3 separate regions of the Gossypium hirsutum genome follow, and regions 1 and 2 are each linked to region 3. Evidence: chromatin contacts called from public Hi-C data. All regions are on one chromosome and are shown on one strand. The core of a region is the stretch at or near the end of the contact, and the rest is flanking DNA. Distances in the headings are between cores, read along the strand shown. Region 1 has its middle 12 kb from the start of LOC107952367. Region 2 holds the start of LOC107951933 (serine/threonine protein phosphatase 2A 55 kDa regulatory subunit B beta isoform). Region 3 holds the start of LOC107951810 (transcription factor bHLH87).

Region 1 (4,172 bases), core at 1,237-3,736, 270 kb after region 3:
AATCTTGAATTTATATATATATATATTTGTTAAATTATAACCATGAATGAAAAAGTTAATTTTTTTTAAATTTTAGTTAATTTAAAAAAATTAAATTAAATACAGATTATAAAAATATTTTTAAATTTTAAAAAATAATTAAATATCAACTTATTATCTACATAACAATGCACATTAACAGAATTAATTTTTCCATTCGTTTTAAAAAATTTCAATAGGAAAATATAAATTCAAAATTAAATAATTTATTTTAAAAGTTGGAGAGGCAATTATTAAACATTTTTCAAACATAATTGATGTCCCCCGCGTTGGAGCTACAGTTTGTCTGTCATCTCTCACAACAACATTTCTAAAATATTTTCAAATTTCAAATTTCAAAAGTGTATTATTACGATTGAATTTTTAGGGTACATTTATTGATATTAAGAGAATGATTTTTCCAGAAATCTACAAATTTCTTTTTATTTATTTATTGTTTGGTGATTTTCCAAAAAGTTCTTATTCCGTTTCGTTTCTGAATTTTTTCTATTTTTTAATTTCGTATTTTAAAAAATATTTTTTATTTTCTATTTTTTGAAAATTAAAAAACATGTTTGATAAATAAAAATTAAAAATTATTTTCAATAATAATAATATTAAAATGTGTTTGGTACCCTGCAGGCGAATATAAACAAAATCATTGATAGCCAGGGTAGCATTTACGTGGGAAAAAAGCTTAAAGCTATGAGATTGAAGCTTGGTAATCTGTTGGATAAAAAGGAGAAGTATTGGGCTCAACGGTCTAGGATCAATTGGTTAGAGGGGGACAAGAATACTCGGTTTTTTCACATTAGAGCCACGAATAGAAAGAAAAAAACAACAACATTGCTAGACCTAAAGATATGAATGGATACTGGAGAGAGAACACAGCGGATATATGTAAGGCGATCAGTGAGTATTTTCAAAATTTATTCTAGTCAAATTTAAATTCTAATACTGTGCTAAACCTTGACTATGTAGAGAGATGTATTTCAAGGGAGGTTAATGACAGACTGCTGAAGAATTTTACAGATAACGAAATTAAGGAAGCTTTTAGTGAAATGGATCCTAGGAAAGCCCTGCGAATTGACGGTTTGTCAGGGAATTTTTTAGAGAAAACTGGGAAGTGGTGGGGGAGGATATTATTAAGTTGTGTCATGATATTCTTAGGGGTGTGAAAAATGTGGATTGTTTAAATGACACTATTATTGTTTTAATTCCTAAAACTAAAGAGCATGTGGATATGACTAATTTTAGGCCGATCAGTTTTTGTAGGGTAGTGTACAAAATCGTCGCCAAATTGCTTCCAAATCGTCTGAAGGAGACACTCCCGTTATGCATTAGCCAAAATCAGAGCACCTTTGTTCCGGGGAGGATGATCCACGACAACATTTTAATTGCCCATGAGCTAGTCCATTATCTCCAAAGTGCAAAGAATGGGCCTAACAAAGGTTTTGTAATTAAGCTTAATATGAGCAAAGCATACGATCGGGTGGAGTGGACTTTTATTGAAGAGGTATGAAAAAAATGGGCTACGCAAATGATTGGGTGACTAAAATAATGAGATGCATTCGATCGGTCCATTATGTTGTCAAATGCAATTATACCCTATCCGAGACAATTAGGGGATCCTCTTTCTGCTTACCTATTTTTATTTTGCATGGAAGCGTTTTCAAAGCTGTTAATTCGTGCTAAAAAAACAATATGCTTAAGGGAATTCAGGCTAGCATAAATGGGTCTCGTATTAATCATCTTTTTTTTGTCAACAACGCACTCTTTTTTTATTCGTAATAGAAAAAGGGATGCGGAGGAATTGTTAATATTATTGCAAATTTTAATTATGATTCGGGCCAAGAGGTAAATAAGGACAAATCTATGATTATGTTTAGCCTGAAAACCCCGTTGGCCCAAAGGCAACTACTTAGTTTTATGATTGGCTTGCGTATTGTTGATAAGCTACCTAAGGTTACCGTTACCTGTTAGTAGAAAAAAATCATTAGCTTTTACTAACATTATTAATCAATGCAGTTGCAGAATAAACATTGGTCAAAACGCTAGCTATCTTACGGAAGGAAAGAGGTTTTCATGAAAGCCATTATTCAGGCTATTTCGACTTATGCTTTCTCAGTCTTTCTGGCCCCAAAAGGCATTATTGAGGACCTTTATTCACAAATGGATTGGATGTGGTGGACTAATAATGACAAGACTCGTGGCTGGGCTATGATGGCTTGGAATAGGCTTTGTTACCCAAAGGGAATGGGAGGTATGGGCTTTCAAGATTTACATCTGTTTAACTTGGCATTATTAGGTAAACAAGTTTGGAGACTTATGACTCAAAAGGATGCTTTATGTTTTAAAGTGTTAAGTGCCAAATATTTCTCGGATGGTGACGTGTTCAGATACAAACAATGTGATAAACTGTCTTTCACCTGGGCGAGTATTGCTAAGGCGATTGAAGTGTTAAAGGACGGCTTTATATAGCAAGTGGGCGACGGTGTCACGATTGATATTAGGCGGGATCATTGGGGGGTTGAAGGCATCAAAGGTGAGTCGGTTTGTCGGTCCACTTTTACTAATGATGAAAGAAAAGTCAAAGATCTTTGGGACCACAACAACAGGCGGTGAAAAAGGGATAGGGTTATTGAGATTTATGGCAAATATTATAGAAAAAATGATAAGGTTGACCTTTGGGTCGTTTTTCCTTTAAAAAAAATGAAACATGAGAAATAAAAAAAATTCTACATTTATATGGATTCAAATCAATATGTCATACAATGGCATTTTTTGAGATTAAGTTTTGAGAGGCCTTAAAGTCATCTAAAAAGTTCAAAAAAAAATTAAATAAATTAAAGTTTCTCAAAATTTTGAAGAGTCAAGGCCCCTTAAGCTCCATAAAGATCTACCCTTGATACCATATTTAATATTTAAAAAACAAATAATTTACAAATTAAATCACCAAACATAACATCTATTTTCATATACATTATAAAACTTTAATTTAATCCATTTAACTTTATTATTAATAATTTAAGTCCGTGAAATTTGTTTATCATAAAATTGGCTCAAGGATTTTACACATAAGTTTTATAAGTTATTTGTATTTTCTCAAACATTTGATTTGGGTAAATTATTATTTATTTTATTTACTAAAAATTTTTAATCCATGCCTGAATATTCAATATTTTTATGATTTTTATTTTGATTTGTAACTAGAAAAACATGTTAGAGGGCTTTTTAAAGATTTTTTTTTGTCTACCAGAAACATGTACATTTATTATTTCAAAAGTAAAAACAAATCAACCTAACTAAAGATGAGTCCATGTACAAGATTGGAGTTGATCATGGATCGGATTATTCGTTCATGCTCGAAACCTTACTCAAAAAATGGAAGGGTTTGAATAAAAATATAGGTCCAAAAAATAGACTTGACAAAAATAAAACCTATTTTCTTATCTTTCTATTGTTGTTCTAAGTCCCAGTATCAAAATGGTTTTTGTCTATGATGTATATTGTTTTTTTTCTATCTTTCCATAAAAACTTTCATACTAACTTTTTTCTCTCTTTTTGACTCAATGACTAATTCATAAAATTTTAATTTAAGTTTATTTTTGTAACACCCCTAATTTTAGGGTTAGGAGTTTTGAGATTTATAAGTAGGGTTAGTGGCTAGATCAGAAAATTGGGTTCGAGTCCTTGTGTGTGTTTTGAGAAATTTTTTTTATGCAACTTCAATTTTTTTTTAAATTAAAAATATTTACTTATTTATTTTTAATTGTATTTTTATTATTTTGGGAAAAGGAAGTAAAATTTTCTTTTTCATTTTTCACGTTCTCTTTTTCCTCCGTCACACTTTTTTTTTCTTTTGCTCTTCTTCTTCTTCTTCTTTTCTTAATTCTTTTTCGCACAATCAATTTTCTTTCATTTTCTTCTTGGATTGTTTTTGTTGCATCGGTTCGTTTACATATTTTTTGGTCGAAAAAAGCTTCAGATTCGTATTGAGGTTATCGACGTGTGTTGATTGAGCTCGAGGCATTTTGATTATGAATCAGGTGCGGGATTCGAACCTTATCTAATTTATTTGTGAATTGTTGATTTGACAATTCTTGTATGTGCTCTAAACCATTGATTTTGGGTATTTAGTTGTTGAGGAACTA
Region 2 (3,721 bases), core at 898-3,397, 400 kb before region 3:
TTTTTAGAGCTAGAAATGCTTTTTTTAAGTACTACAGAACAAGCCCTTAGTTTAGGAATAAATTTTAAAAATGCATTTAAGAAAAAAAATTTTGGGAAGAAACTAAAATTTTTAACAATACTTTTATCTTAAAAATATTTCTTAAAAACAATACTAAATACATTACTTACCTAAAATAAAAAAATAATTCTAAATACACCCTAAAAAAGGAGTGCCTCCTCGCACAGGTAAAATAAAAAAGAAACCAAAATTGACGTGGTTAGTTGTGTTGAAAGCTTGTCAGATCCTTGCCTTTAGACATTGGTGCTTCAGATCACTAGCCTCCGAGTTTTCTTCATCTTGTAAAAGTCATTGGCTTTATTTTAGATCAATGTCTTATACGATATTTTAAATCCAATCTGCTTCATATTTCTTTTCATCGACGAAACGAAATGACTGTTCAAAAAAATAAAAATTCTATACTCATTTAACATTTAAATTTTAAATGTTAAAAATTTCAAGAAAATAAAATATAAAATTTCAAGAAATAATCAGTATTAGAAAATAAATATTTTATTTTGAAAAATATAAAAATTTCTATACTCATTTAACATTTAAATTTTAATATATGTAGTTTAATTTTGAAACATTAAATCCCTTTCTATATATTTTTATTTAAAAATTTTGATGCTTTTACGAACTTCCATCTAACTTTGCCTTTAGTTGTAGACATGACAATCATGAAAAATAAGGCAAAGATAACTTTTATAGCTTATAGTTTTTTTTTTTATCAATTTAACCCCTATTATTTAAAAATACATAATATTGTAAAACAAATGAATGATAAATATTTGTTTTTATATTTTCAATAAATATATTTTTTCTATAATATTAAAAATTACTGAATAATTAGAAACTCATTCAAAAATAAAAATTTTAAAATAAAAAGTTATGCCTTTCAATTCAGGCCACCTGTTGGTATTCATGTCACTGGTTACTAAATTTTAAGGATGTTAATGGTTTGTTGTTACTACCAATCCCTTTATGGTTGTTGATTAGCATAATATTCTTCTATTGTTATGTAAATGTCATATAATTTATGAGGTAGACAGAAACTAGTAATTACCATTGGTTTTTGCTTCTCCAAATGTAAAAGACCATAACATCATTCCATGGGTTATAGGTTAATGTAGTTTGCAAAGAGAATTATGTAGTATATAACCATATATGCCTTAACTCTTCTTTTTATTTAATCTTTTAGCAATCAAATGGGTGGCTATTGGAAGAGAAACCTCATTTGACAAAATTCAAAGGTAATAATTTTTTTATGGAAATTTATATAGTGTATTTGTGGGGATTGTATTAGCCTTAAGAATCAATTTAGTTATGTGATTTTTAATTGGGTTCACGAGTTGACTAGAGTAGTTTTATTTTCTGCTCATCTGCATATTTGAGATTCAGTTCCACATTTTACAAATGATGGATATTAGGATGGGCGTATGGGTGTAAGGGGAGGGCCTGGTGGTCTGGGTTAGTTTTATTGTCCATTTTTCGCTGGCTACTCTCTTGTGCTTTCTTTAATCAATGATATTGCCATTTACTTCAAATTATATATATTATAACTAAATTAAATGATTTTTTTTAATTTTAAATATTTTTTAATATTTCATAATTTTATAAAATATAATTTTTAATTGAAAATATGTAAAAAGATATTTCTTAATTTTTTTAGAATGTTTTATGTATTTTTAAAATTAAGGGCCAAATCGATAAACGAATATAAAATGTTTTAAGTACTATAAAAGTTTTTCAACAGCAAAATTGGATGGAAGGAGCAAGAATTTTAAATCAATGAAAATATCAAAAAAAATATCTCAAGGATTAAATTTTAAATTGTGAAAGAATAGAGGACTTTTGACAAATTTAAACCTTCAAAAGAATCAACTTAGCTCGATGAAACCGTATAATTAGAGAATAAACAATTCACAAGTCTCACTCACTGGACTCCTAAAATTTCACTTGTACTAATACCCGTCCTCCCTCGATCAAACGGCGCCTCTTTACTGAATCACTCAATCAAAACCCACAGTCAAAGTGGAAAACATGACAGTATGTAACGCTAGCATATACACAAAAAATATTAAATAGAGAAAAAGAAGCTTGCATTATTGAGAGAGAATTCTATTTTCCCTGCTCAGTCATTTCAGTCCTTTTAAGAAAAAAAAAATTCCTAAAAATCCAAAATTCTCCTTCGCAAAGAGAAAAAGATAGGAATATATATTTCTTCTCAGGAAGAGGGAGAAAATTTGGGTGTCTGTTGTTTGTTTTTCTTTGGGTTATTGTCAATGGTTGAATTATAGAAATCGAAACAAATATTTCAAATTTTACCCCTTTCGAGTTTAACAAGGAAGAGAGAACAAAAATAGCTAACTCAAGATGCGATCTTCAATTTGATTTTGGGAGTGTGGTTGAATCTAGGCCGTTTGGTTTTCAATTTTCGTGATTGATTATTAGACAGTGAAATTACAGGCAGAAAGGCAAACCCAAAAAAAGAAAGAGAGAGAAATGCACGGAGGCGATGAGGTGGTCGCAGCTCTGGCAGGACCGCCACAACCGTTGGATTGGAAATTCTCTCAGGTTTTTGGTGAAAGAACCGCTGGAGAAGAAGTTCAAGAAGGTAAATTATTATTGTTTCTGGATCCAATCGGTAATTTGTAGGTCTTTTTAGAACTAGGGTTTATTTTGGTGCTTTGGATCTATTTGGGATCATGGGATATTGAGTAATTATTGTTTAGGTTAATGGGTATGAGAAATTGTGACTTTTTTTTTTGTAAGGTTTTTGCTTTCTTTTGGTTCCAAATAATGCTTGGAATAATATCTGGGTATTTTGTTAGAAATAAGATAGTGTGGAAGTGAAGATGGTGAAGTTAGTGATGGTGCATGCACAAAAAGTTGTGCCTTCTTTGTGTGTTTCTGGTAATCGTTTTGATTTTAATAATTTATGTACTTTTCTTCTGGTTTTGGGGTTTTAGTGCATGGCAATTGATTAACAGTTTTGAGATTTGAATTGAAATTGGAATCTGGGTATTATCACTTTGTTAAGATGGAGATAGACAATGTTTCATGAGTTTATGGCACAAATCATAACTCATGGATGAATGACAGCATTGATGTGGCACGGGTATACCATTTATATGATGGGGGTTCAGATTCCTAGCTTTATTTGGTGGTGGTTTATTTCTAATATGAATCGGTTATGTTATGGTATGGTAAACTTCTTAGTAAGTGGGACAGTCAGAAAATGGGTTAGATTATGAGTTGATTGATGCAAGATTGTGTGCTGCTGCTAGGAAAGAAATAATTCTGTGATTGGTAGATATTTGGCTGTTTAGATACTACTTCAAATTTTTATTGATCAATTTAGTACTCAATACTGAAACTTGGCTTAACAATTTGAATTCAATCCTGTGTAAGTATAATGTGGGTAAACTTTGAAGCATGCTACTGAAACAGATGACTAGTGGCCTTAGGTTTTCAGAAACATCAAAGTATGCATGGTAATAGTTCGGGTTGGATTAGTGAGATATGGATAGCTTTCAGAAACATTTCTGTTGACTCTGGTTGAATTGATAACTATTTTCTATATGCAATAACTCAAGCATAGCTAATCATTGCAAAATTCTATTTTGAGTTCTGGAGAGGCAATTAATCATAGTCTCTGGCTAGGATTTTTTTCTTTTTT
Region 3 (3,909 bases), core at 887-3,386:
CACATTGATGGTTAAATAACAATTTGGTCCCTTGGCTAATTGCTAGTTGGGTCCATATGCATTTTTATAAATTAAAATTCAATAGCGACTGAACTATAACAATTTTAGTCTCTTTACTTTAATTAATGGTTTTCTTGATTAAATTACGTGACTGTTTACTAATATATTTTCATACTAATTTCGTAAATCCTTCTATTCATATTTTCACTGACTCAGTTTACGGAATTGAGTTTCAAAACTATATTTTCCAACATTTTCTAAAATTGAGTTGTTACACTCAAGGCGAGAAGGAACATATATTGAAATTTATCTCTTTGACGATCAAAATCACAAAAGCGGATTGAAGGACCAAAAGTTAGAGAATTCTTGAGGAAAGTTTTGGTGCTGATTTTGAAAAAAAAAGTTTTATTAGAAGAGAATGAGATTTTTGGGTTATTTGTTGGAGGTCCCTAATCGTCGATTCATCGACAGACATGATGATAAAGTGCAACTAGGGTTTTGACAAAAAAAAAATAGAAGAGGAAGAGAAAGGGACACCACGACGAAGAAAATTTTTTTAATTAACAATTAAAATGTAAAAGTAATTAGGGTAGGCTATACAAATGGTCACCAAACTATGCCTGTTTCTCTCTTTTGGTCACCTAACTTTAAAAAATTAAAATTTAGGCGCTACTATTTGAATTCATTCCTCTTTTGGTCCCCCGTCGTTGAATTGATAACTAAAAGCCTTATTTAATTGGTATAGTAACACATTTAGTTCACAATACTTACATATTTTATCAATTTGATCCTCAAACTTTCAAACCAAAGCTTTCACCGTTTAAAATAGAGGCATCCCACATCCATAAATTTGTAAAACCCAAAAAGAAAAGAAATTTTCTCAACTAGGGATGCCTCTATTTTGGGTTTTACAAATTTATAAATGTGGGATGCCTCTATTTTAAAAGCTGAAAGCTTTGGTTAGAAAGTTTAAGGATCATTTTGATAGAATTTGTAAATATGAAGGGTTAATTTTTTTTAATTATTTAGAATTAGGATCAAATTAATAAAACATGTAAGTATTGTGAACTAAATGTGTTAGCATACCAGTTAGAATAAGGCTTTTCATTATCAATTCAACTACAGGTGACCAAAACAAGAAGGCGAGCATTGTTGTATGACCATTTGTATAATTTACGCAAGTAATTAATTAAATTTATTTATTTATTTTAATTATGGAAATTTAAAAATATATTAGAAGGGAATTAACTTTTGTTAAAACATGTCACAATTTCATTGAATTTTATTAAAAATATTTATTTTGTTTTATTTTATTTATGTTTTATTTAATATGTTAGGTTTAAAAAAGGGAAATTTTAATACAAGTCCCTCTTCTATACCATTCAGCATTTTCCTTGGGTCCACCATGTTAGTACATGTTAGAGTTTAACACTATTAAATTTAAGTACTAAAAGGTTGAATACAAATCGGATAAATTGAAAGAACATGTATTATATATAGTAGTGAAAATTTTATTAAAGTATAAAGGTAAATTTTTTTAAAATATATTTATTACATAATTTTTTATTTATAATCTAATTGTTATAATTTGAATGGGTATTGTTTAAAAATTATATTTATTATTATACCGGTAACTTCTTTATTTTTTTATTTTTTATTTTGAAGATGAAAGATAAATAATGCAGACGCAAATCACAACTGAACCGTTGAAAGTTGGAGTCTTGGATGATTGAAATACTCCATGGTCCCCACAGTCCCCCTGTTTAGATTTCGCCCACGTGGGAGATGGCTATCCATTTATGGAAGCTCCCAATCATGATGCGCCACATGTGATCCGGAGTGTTGCCTTCACGTGTTCATAACGGTTTAGGATTTTTGCAGAAATAACGCGGGAGAGAGGATCATAGCGGCATTTATTTGGATTTTGATAAGAGATAGGGGGACCATCCGATAAATTACAAAAATATTAGGCCACCATTAACAATACTTGTGGACCTATCTTCATTTTAATATTTTCAACACATCGGCCAGCCTGATTAACGCACAGAGGTGAATTGCTTGAATTAAATTTTAGTACCCAGGAAATGTTAAAAATAATGGACTCCCAAATGAGCATGAAAAAGATTGAGAATAGGTGGCACCCGACATATCTTTCAATAAGATCATGGATGGTTTGGTAATTGTGACAGGATAAATCAAGTTCAACCGTCAAACTCTCTAGGATTTAAGACCAACTACTTCTAATTACTGAAAACACTCATTTAATGCTCCTTCCTTGTATATATTCTCACTGCTTATCTGCAGATTTGGTGAAGAAAAACGCCACATAGTTGACAATATAAGGGAAAGGTTGGCAGTGGCATATACAAAGGGGAACCCATTCACTGAGTTGTAATGATGGGGCGCATGTGGGTACGACTCTCTTTTCTTTTCTTTTCTCTATTCTATTTCTTTCTCTGCTTTCCCTCTTGCAAGTACAACCATCTGTATTTAATAAAGTGAAATGAAAATATATTATATGTATGTTATATTAGAATGGTTGAAGAGACAAAATTCTGTAAGCAACTTGCTTTCTGCACTGTCTATATATCTATTATCTTCTGCCTCTGATCCTCTGATTATCCCTTTCCTTTGGCCTGCAAACATATATCAGGCAGTCCCCCACTACTCAAAATGGCAATCTATGAAGCGTAGCTGCTGTTTAATTGATGCCACTGTACTGAAATGTTTAAATTCACCTCACCCTTATAAACGAGCATTTAATTCTGATATGTGGGTAGGTACCATAGTTGAGACTGGAAACTGGGATACCAGTCATGATTAATTAGAGACTGTCAAATAGATGCTTGTTTTGACTGCAGTTTTTTTTTTTGAAACTTTACAGTGCACATTAAATTTCCATGAGCAACCAAAAGGATGTCATGTCAGATTATTTCCCGCACTAGAAATATATATATATATATTATTAAACTATATAGTTTAAATATGCTTCACTAATATCTCAAATGCTCCCCATCTGCAGAAATATATATCCATACACACCCACCAAACTGACCCAGAAAGCCTTATCTTTTCCACACTCCACATTACTGATTACACCTCTTTTCAACTTTTGAAACTATGTTATTTTATGTTAAGCTATTCTTTTTTTCTTTTATTTTAAGTCCTAATACAAAGTATTTGTTGGATTATAAAACTAGTTCTCTTTTTTTTGTTTTTTTTTCCCTTACCTATCTATATAAGCATGCATGCCTTTTAACAACATTACTGAGTGTGTCAACTATGTTTATATACAGAATAGCTTAAGGTAGATGAAAAATCTAATTCCCTTAACTCGTCGTATGCATGATTTTGTTTATGGTTTCATGTTTATCATTCAGTTTCCATGACTGATGCTTCGTGATCAAGAATTAGAGAGGATTTGGTCCAACTTAGTCTCTGTTAAAAGAATTGCGACAAATATTTTTCACTTGTGTCTTTTTGTCGAAGCCAAACTCAACCAGCTGCAGTAGGATCTGGATTTGGTATGTACTTTTACTCAAATTTCTATCAACTTTATATATTCATCTGCATTTCTTTCAATCCTTGGATTAATATGTTGAAGTTATTTTATTTTGGGCTCAGAAAAAAAAGTTTCAGCCATGGATGGCTTGGGATGGGATGAATTAAATTCATTGCCTGTTTGGAACAGTGAGCCAAATGATGTAGAAGACAGTTTCCTAATTTCCAACTCAAATTCTTCCGTTTATGGTGACAAGATGAATCTGCCAGATGATATCTTCGTTAATTCAATTCAAGAACTCCAAGATGCTCAGCCATCCCTTGTGAATCCAGATGCAGATATAGTATCTGAAATGGTTAATCCACAGCCAGTTCCTGCATCAGCTTGTGGTATAACACAAGAATGGT

Evidence for each region. A called contact is a pair of places that touch in the nucleus more often than the background predicts.
Region 1: a Hi-C map of leaf shows a contact between it and region 3, with 2.2 times the contacts expected there. The contact joins the enhancer-like site here to the promoter of LOC107951810 in region 3. A contact is called at or near these places in 2 of 34 Hi-C or Micro-C datasets (both in leaf).
Region 2: a Hi-C map of leaf shows a contact between it and region 3, with 2.2 times the contacts expected there. The contact joins the promoter of LOC107951933 here to the promoter of LOC107951810 in region 3. A contact is called at or near these places in 2 of 34 Hi-C or Micro-C datasets (both in leaf).

What each region holds. Positions count from the first base shown.
Region 1 is chrA02:83,260,010-83,264,181 of Gossypium_hirsutum_v2.1, forward strand. No RefSeq gene overlaps it. Among protein-coding and RNA genes, the nearest start is that of LOC107952367, 12 kb to the left of the region's middle. Within about 2 kb of position 2,487, at least 5 of the 9 cell types and tissues checked have an H3K27ac peak or open chromatin away from gene starts, as enhancers often do. A contact at or near this core is called in leaf, where this site is marked.
Region 2 is chrA02:82,597,825-82,601,545 of Gossypium_hirsutum_v2.1, forward strand. It overlaps LOC107951933 (serine/threonine protein phosphatase 2A 55 kDa regulatory subunit B beta isoform), which reads left to right and starts at 2,148. Exons shown (of 14, transcript XM_016887119.2): 1 at 2,148-2,656. The coding sequence starts at 2,545.
Region 3 is chrA02:82,993,184-82,997,092 of Gossypium_hirsutum_v2.1, forward strand. It overlaps LOC107951810 (transcription factor bHLH87), which reads left to right and starts at 2,137. Exons shown (of 4, transcript XR_001698621.2): 1 at 2,137-2,412; 2 at 3,381-3,524; 3 at 3,625-3,909.